2 separate regions of the Sus scrofa genome follow, and region 1 is linked to region 2. Evidence: chromatin contacts called from public HiChIP or PLAC-seq data. All regions are on one chromosome and are shown on one strand. Each heading gives the region's core, a stretch centred on a gene start, on an enhancer-like site or on the middle of the called end of the contact. The rest is flanking DNA. Distances are from core to core; before and after follow the strand shown.

Region 1 (4,508 bases), core at 433-2,932, 120 kb after region 2:
GATTGAATAGAGAAAACATAATACAAAATAAATATATAGCATAGTAATAATATAATGTAAAACAGTGCATAATCAAAGATAAAAATATATCCATGCGTGTGGGGGTAGTAGCATGGTTGGGAGCAAATACTCCTGGTTAGGAGCATAACTTGTAGTAATGTAAGAGGAGCTAGGTGCTATGTGTAATTTAAATCTTAAAAGAATATATTTACGCTACTCTATATAAAATAAACAACAAGGACTTACTCTATGGCACAGGGGACTATACTGAACATTTTGTAACAACCTATAATGGAAAAGAATCTGAAAAAGAATGTATATATTATATATTTATATGTGTTAGTTTCAGGGATACAGCAAAGTGATACAATTAAACATATATCTTTGTAATAATATATATTTTTTATTTTTTAATTACTTTTTTTGTCTTTTTAGAGCTGCACCCACAGCACATGGAAGTTCCCGGGCTATGAGTTGAATCAGAGCTGCACCTGGCACCATTCACCACAGCCACAACACCACCAGATCTGAGCCACATCTGCTACCTATACCACAGCTCACGGCAATGCTGGATCTTTAACCCACTGAGTAAGGCCAGGGATCGAACCCACATCCTCATGGATACTAGTCAGATTCTTAACCTGCTAAGCTGCCATGAGAACTCCTCTATCTATAATATGTATTTTGTATATATATGTAATTATATATACACACACATATAAATGAATAACTTTGCCATATACCTAAAACACAACATTGTAAATTAGCCATACTTCAATTAAAAAATAAATAAATCTTGAAAGAATATATTTGATCTGGGAAAGATAAATTTATGGTGTGGCAACTAAATAATCTATGTCTAAGGTAATTAATATAAATGATAATTTTTGCTATGAATTTGTTCCAGAAGCTAGGACAGAGATTGAGTTAGAGTCTGTCTCTTCTGTGTGCTGGATAAAGGTCCCAGGCCATTGACCTTGGCCACAGGCCTGTTCTGAACCTTGCAGGGAAGGCCACGGCCCTGCCATTTGTAAATGGCACAGGCCCGGACCGCCTGTCCCTTGCTATCTTTCCACTGCTAATGTCACGAAACACCTCTGGCAGGATAAATAACTTTATTATGAAGCTGTAAAGTAGAGCAAGTTATTAATATTATATGCATTGCATTCTATTCAATTTCTTCTCCCTAATTGGGACAGATCTCCCGATCTCCTCATATTCTGGAAAACATATCCATGAAACTGCTGAGTAGCATGTATCGAATGAACTGAATTACGAAACCCTATAGCTGTTGGAGATTTTGATTGGAAGCTTGTTTTAATAAGTTCAGGTTTACTTCTGAGATGCTTGTTTTCTTTCAGAATTCAATTGATTAAGGGAGCCTAAGTCTCAGCGGTAACTACAAGAAATTAGATTTCGCTGTGAAGTATAAACAGGACTGCGATGGATGATATGAGGCTCTGAGCATTGTCAGGAGGCTGGCAGTCAGCTTTGTTGTGGGAGGTAATTGACACTGAAAGCTGTTGAAAATTGAGGTTTCAGGAGCAGGCCCAAGTCAATGACGTTTGTTTCATCCAACGTTTTTGAATAAGACATTCATGGCCCTGTTCTAGTACCACATTATGAAGCCCAAGTTTAGGCAACACATTAACTTCCTCTGCAGTAGCAGAAGTTAAATTAGAAGAAAACAAAATCCCCTCCAGATCAGCGTACTTACTCTTTGAGGAACAGAGGCAGAAAGGGATCTGCAGACACTATAGACTGAACTCTGCTGGACATGGGTTTAACCTCTTGGGCCATTAATAACTATGAGTTGAATTTTCTTATTTTTCCATATTTAAGGATTGAGAGTCTATGCTGTTCTTTTTGATAAGCTGATTAAAAGACAAAACTCCCTGAAAAGACTCAGGATGCTAGGTTCTTGTCCTGGGTTTTCCACCAGCTCAAAATATCATCAGTGTCTGTGTCCCCAGTGACAGGAAACACCGGCGTCATGACATGGGTGTGCACAGTCCTTCCCCAGGGCGTGGCAAGGAGCATGCAGTCCCAGCTCACCGGCAGGGAGCAGGCTGACTGTCTTCTCTTCCACTAGCCAAACGTCACTATTGTGTTGCGAGTAACAGACTACGGTGACACACCTCCAACTAATGGTGACCCACTGGGTCTCTTCATCCTGATGGGATTTGCCCCTCAGGCGGTCTGGCTGACCATGAATGAATTACAAATTTCTCTGGTTTCTACTTCCCTTACTTGTAGGCCCCTGCCAGTTTTAAATTTCTGCAAGCATGGTAACCAAGCCAAAAGAAGCCTCTGTATATTTCTACCAGGCTAGCATAAGAAATTGCCATGCTTGTTAAGTCTCATGGTTCTTCTTCCAACACCAAATTCTGAAATTGATAGTGGCAGGGGGTATGATTTAGAGCATGTAGTTATTCTCGGTGGCCTTTAACTATAAGGCTATGGCTGCTCCCTTGAAAATATTCTAACTTTCTTTAATGTCTGTGTTGGATCTACCAGCCATTAATGCATAATGAACCCAACAACATTATGATATAAATATTAGTGTGGGATAATAAAAATTTACAGTTGCCATGCATGCCAGACATCAGGACACCAGCCCAGAAATCCTATGAGAGCTTGTCTTTTGGTCTGTTTTGTTCAGATTCTCAGAGCTTGGCACAGAGGGCATGTCCAGTAGTATTTGTTGAGTCAACTAACAACTTCTGTAGTAATGGCAGTATTTAAAGTAGTGATGTCTTTTTTTTTTTTTTTTGTATTAATAGACTGACTCATTGTTTACATGTGAAAAAAAAATCTGACTTGAATGAACTTAAGTGGAAAGAAAAGATGCTCTCGTGTGACCAGTCCTGGGATGGAGATTGGTGCCTGGCCTTAGAAGAAATATTTAGGGACCCAAATCAATAAGCTTTCTGTCTCCATCTCTCATTCTTGATTTGTTCTGAAGCCTCCATGAGGTGACTCAAGGCCTCAGGAAGCACCTCGACTTACATTTTAGGTTTGCTGTCAAGGAGGTACCACCTCTTTAGTTTTAGTCTGGCTCAGTTTTTACCCAGTCTTGGTGGCAAAGGTTAGGGGCAGGGCAAGTTTCACTGGAAGAACATTTATCAAGAATTTGTTAGTTCATGTTTACTTATTTATTTATTTATTTATTGCTATTTCTTGGGCCGCTCCCTCGGCATATGGAGGTTCCCAGGCTAGGGGTCGAATCGGAGCTGTAGCCACCAGCCTATGCCAGAGCCACAGCAACACGGGATCCGAGCTGCATCTACAGCTGCATCCGAGCTGCAACCTACACCACAGCTCACGGCAACGCTGGATCGTTAACCCACTGAGCAAGGGCAGGGACCGAACCTGCAACCTCATGGTTCCTAGTCAGATTTGTTAACCACTGAGCCATGATGGGAACTCCAGTACATGTTTAAAAACAAGTTAAAGAAGGAAAAATTTTAAATCCTCAATATTTATTTATTTTTTATCTGCACTGTGGCATGCATAAGTTCCTGGGCCAGGGATCAGACCTGTGCCACAGCAGTGACAATGAATCCTGGACATTTCTTATGCATTTTATTTTAATTTGAACTAATTTGATAATATTTTGGTGTAAAGCCAAGATTTTTTTATTCCAGTCTGGAAATATTGTATGGATTTTGTCCTAAATTGAAAAATGCAGAACTTCCTGCATTAGATTTTTAAACTGTGATTTCTCTAAGATGGTACTTGCTTCAGTCTGAGTACAGAATCCTTCTAGATGTTTGGGTTCCCCTTCAGCTGTATATAGTGGTATTTCTCACTTTTTTTTGGCCGCGTCTGCAGCATGTGGAAGTTCCCAGGTCAGGGATCAAACCCACATCACAGCAGTGACCCAAGCCATTACAGTGTCCATACTTTTTTGTGCCACAAGGAAACTCCTATTTCTCATTATTTATTTGCCAGCTGTATGTGTATGTGTGTGTGTGTGTGATTTGCCTTTTTCTACTTTTCCCAAAACTTTCAGGATACATTTTACAAAAATAAAATTTTAATTTCTGCTGTGCTCATTTTACGTTTGCTTAATATTTAATGGAATTCCATACTTACAATAACTATAAAACTGGCATGAAAGTGTTGGAATAAATGAAACAGACCTTTGATTAAGTCTGTAAACATTCTGAGTGATGACATTTAGCCACAGAACCTAGTGGGCCCTGGGTACCAGCTGGTTTTAGGAGGGGAATGAAGAACACCGTTGAGTTTGACTAAGGCAACATCCCTGCCTTTGAGACATCACAATGGATGGAGGGATACACATGGATATATAAAACATGTAATGTAGACTATGATTGCATCATAATAAAGATCTATTTTTCAGCAGCAAAGAGGAGGGAGTCACTAATTCCACCCATGGGTGTTGGAGCTGCTTCTTTAAGAACAGCAAAGGGAGTTCTCATCATGGTGCAGCCGGTTAAGGATCTAGCATTGTGTCTGAGGTATTGTGGGTTCAGTCCCTG
Region 2 (4,148 bases), core at 656-3,155:
AGCTTTGATCATCTTTGCACTCCAGAGGGTGCAGTGCAGCAGTTCCAGCACCATGCCAAGAAACGCTGGCCACGAATACACATAGTTATTTTATAACTTTTGTTCATACACTGGGGTCCCTTTTTTCTGAAATAAACAAAATATATCTTTATAGCTGCAAGATTTAACTTTCTCACCAGGGTTTTAGCTATGATTAGACAAACTGGGATAATAAAACAGTCAGACCATAGGCAACTTGCAAGAGGCCTTAGGGAGGCAAATTAGCCAACATTCTGTCACCTTTTCTTCTGATTACAAGTCTCCCTGAGAGTTGGGCTTTTTATTCTGCCTAAAATAAAGGAAAAGTAGAGTCTGACAGCCTTTGGTTCAGAAACAGTTGATGGTATTGTTAGAGCAAGCATATTCATTATGTGTTCTAAAGCAGGCTGAGAGCACTGACAGCATTTATAGAGACACCTGGGAAACTACCCAGGAGACCTGGTTGCATTAGAATCTTGTGTATACATTGCAGTGAGTTTAATTCGTGCAAAATAAACTTAATAATTTGTTGACTTTTGTCTTATTTCTAGACTCACTCCTTTGCATTGTATTTGAAAAAGCATTTACTTAAATGCTGCAGGAGTTATGAAGGCAAGCATTGAAACTCAAGCTTTACACACTGACTCCACAAAATTACGAGCTCTGGTGGAGATGAGGTGTAAAGGCGAAGGCAATTAACACTATTTGTTTTAAGATGTTTTCATTGAGAGCTTGTATTTTTTTAAAAAAGCATTACATCAGCTGTGTGTTTGTCCTTTTTTTCACTGTCAAAGCAAACTAAGATTCTAGGCTCAATGCACACAAGAGCTGAGATGTAGCCTGGAACACTTGCACTCTATGGATGAGGACACTGAGGGCTACGTGATGTGTTCAAGGCCACAGCAGAGCCTGGAATCAGGAAAGAACCTGGATCCTGTCGCCCGTTTGCCAGCTGCCTCCCCACCTTCCCCACCTCTCTGATGCCACTGAAGTCTCACTGCTGGTAACCAGGTGAGCACACTTTGAGGCATTAGAGGATTTCAGAATTGGAAGGGCCTCTGAGAATGAGAGTGTCATCCTCAGCCCTGGAAAGCTCTGGGGCTCACTTGAGGTTGGGATAAGGGTGTCAGCTTCCCTGACTGGATCCTGCCTGGACCACCTGTATTTCTGGTGGTCTGGTGGATGTAATTCAGAGACTTCCTCCTGTCACAGTGACCGCCACAGGGCCTGTCTTCTCTAGGACTCATGTGCTTCATGCTTTCTCTCACTCCACCTCTCTGCTCATGGTGGTGTCCAAGTGGTCCACAGGGTTCTTCTGGCCCACACACTTTGGTGATTCTGGGTACAGTCTATGGCTGAATTCCCTAGATTCCTTCCATAACCCTTTTGCTGCATTTTTCTTTCAAATAACCCATGGCATTTCAGCCTCAGCCCCTTTGCAAAGCTGTTCCTTTTTCCTGGAACCTTCTTTTGCCTCATCTTAGTGATTTGATGATGCCTCCTCTGGAATGTGAGTGCCAAGGGAGCAAAGGCCTGTTTGATCTTTGTCTGGAACAGTACTTGGCACATAGTAGGCACTCATCAATTATTTGCTAAACAATGGAACCTAGGTTCTCATCATTTGGAGCCTTAATCAAGTATAACTGGGATCCGGATCCTTACCTGTGGGCTTAATCCCATCTTAAACTCTGCTCAGGTCTCACCCAGACAGAAGAGTCATTAGGGCTTTTGCCAGGAAAAGGTATAACTTGACATAAAGTTAATTTTGCTGCTACTCAGGCTCTGTCCCTGGGTCTTAGCTCTGGACTCCTGTACTCTGATGATGGACCTAGTGCCCTTGTCCACCAGGTGGCAGCTTGGTGTAACTTTATGCTAAAAAGGTCATGGCACCTCTGGATGTCAAGCTCTGCTTGGCAGGCTGACCTTTCTTCTGGTGGCTATTACTGACTCTGTCCCCACAGTGCCTACTATCCTGGGAGTGAGTGACTCCAGGTCCCCACCCCTCCTTGTCCTGCTCTGATTAAATTAATCACCTCATGACCCATGTCCTGCTCTGTATGGGGGTCACTCTCTGGGTACCTTGGCACATCAGTGTCTGCTCAGATGTTGTCTTGCCCTGTCTAGGGTTCTCTCCTTAAATTCTAGTTTGCTCTCTGACATGTGTCCTGGAGGGTGGACTTGCTTATTTAGTGGTGTTGCCACCTTAGGGTTCTTCTCTTGGTGCTCTGACTGTTGGGGGTCACCCTTGCCATGTGGAGTTGGATTGGCAAAGCCAACCACCAGCTTGGGTGGCCTCTACAGTGTTTCATCATAAACTCCACTGGCCACATTGGTCTTTCTCCCTAAACTGTATCCCCTTCCCAATCACCTTCAAGTCCAACACCCTTATCTAGGGTGGTGATTAAGAGCCAGAGGGCTTGGACACAAGGTGTGTGACTTAAGCAAGTTACTTAACCCCAAGCTTCCATTTCCTCACCTGTGAAATGGGAGAGAAATGCAGGCAGACACAATACTTTGTCTTGGATGGTCATGATGAGGACTGAGTTAGAAAGGAATGCAGCAGGTGAGTTCCATACCTGGAGTTATCACCTCCTCCTCCACCTACCTCAGCCCTCCAAACTGCTCTATCCTGTGAGTTCCCATGACATTGATTCTCCAAACCACACATTTTGGGTGTAAAGGTCTGATACTACCTGTAATTTACATTTTTTTTAGACCTATGTCTTACATCTTCAGTTATACTGTTAGTTCTTTTAGGTACCACCTTGTATGTTCCAAAGTTAGCACAGTGCTCTGCATATACCAGACACACAATAAATGTTTATTTTTATTGCTGCTATGCATACCGACCTCATTTATTCTAAAAAGTCAAACATGACCAGCCCACAAACATTGATGAGCTTGATTACCCCAGAGTGCAATTTCCTTGTTGATTGTACATTGGCAAGAACACATGCCAAGGCCGACAAAACACTTATCAGCCATCTCAGGGATTATGCAGGTGGCAGCTGCCGGAGACGATGTTCCTTCTTAATAAGAGAAATTGCGGTGGTCATAGTGAAAAACTGCTTTCTGGTTAGCTCAGGAAAAAAGATGGCATCTAGGACAGGTAGTTGGAGGCTAAGAGACTCACTCATGATATTTCTGAATCCTGCCTCATGTGTAATGACAGGATCTCTTCCTCACTAGACTGTTTCAGATTTGGTCATTTAACTGATCATTTCCCTGAAACCATACACTTTGACTTTACCTCCTGTTGACCAGTAACAGAATGAAATTTGCTATGTCATCAGTAAATTCAATAATGTCACATCACTTTCTTAGAGAAAGGAATTTAGCACAATTAACAACTTGACACATGGGAATGGTTTTTTAAAAAAAAGCTTACTTGGTGAGTTCCCATCGTGGCTCAGCAGAAAATAATCCCACTAGTACCCATGAGGCTTTGGGTTTGATCCCTGGCCTTGCTTAGTGGGTCTGGGATCCGGCATTGCTGTGATGTAGGTCACAGATGTGGCTCAGATCCTATGTTGCTGTGGCTGTGGTATAGGCTGGCAGCTGTAGCTCTGATTCTACCCCTAGCCTGGGAACTTCCATATGCCGAGGGTGCAGCCCTAAAAAGCAAAGCAAAACAAAACAAAACAAAAACAAAAACAAACAAAAAATCCTACTTGGGTTCTGAGTTGAAAAGCAAGTGGTATTTGTGTTCTGACACTATAACATATTTGGAAGGGAATGACAGTAAGAGAGGGGTCAAAGTGGAGTTCTTATGGGATATCTCAGGATTCAGATCAGAGGCTCCCAGCAGAGACTGTGAGTGAGGATGTGGCATGGAGGAAGGAGAGCTGGGTTACAGCTCTTCACTGCAGAGGAGCAGCACCTTTTAGTTTCTTTCTTCTATAAAATAGGGGGGAAAATCTATTTTCCTGTCTTGTCCTCCACAGAAGGTTGTTGTAAAGATCATATGTGGTAATATTTGTGAAAGATCCTTCTGAGTTTAAAAGTGCTGATGGGCGTTAAAGCAAACAAGATGGTTTTGTTAACAAAGACCCTCTGTGGGCATGGCAGTATTCCTGGGGCCTGGCCTGAGCAGGCAGGGGGCATAGAGTGCACCCCAACAGTGAGACTGG

Evidence for each region. HiChIP or PLAC-seq counts read pairs in DNA pulled down with a chosen protein or histone mark.
Region 1: a contact with region 2 is called in an H3K27ac HiChIP or PLAC-seq map of alveolar macrophages. The contact joins two enhancer-like sites. A contact is called at or near these places in 5 of 47 Hi-C or Micro-C datasets (brain, liver, skeletal muscle and 1 more) and 1 of 2 datasets of contacts at active chromatin or transcription factors (alveolar macrophages).

The regions. Positions count from the first base shown.
Region 1 is chr1:51,354,784-51,359,291 of Sscrofa11.1, forward strand. No RefSeq gene overlaps it. Among named protein-coding and RNA genes, the nearest start is that of MIR30C-2, 27 kb to the right of the region's middle. Within about 2 kb of position 1,683, at least 2 of the 83 cell types and tissues checked have an H3K27ac peak or open chromatin away from gene starts, as enhancers often do. A contact at or near this core is called in alveolar macrophages, where this site is marked.
Region 2 is chr1:51,230,161-51,234,308 of Sscrofa11.1, forward strand. No RefSeq gene overlaps it. Among named protein-coding and RNA genes, the nearest start is that of OGFRL1, 81 kb to the right of the region's middle. Within about 2 kb of position 1,906, at least 7 of the 83 cell types and tissues checked have an H3K27ac peak or open chromatin away from gene starts, as enhancers often do. A contact at or near this core is called in alveolar macrophages, where this site is marked.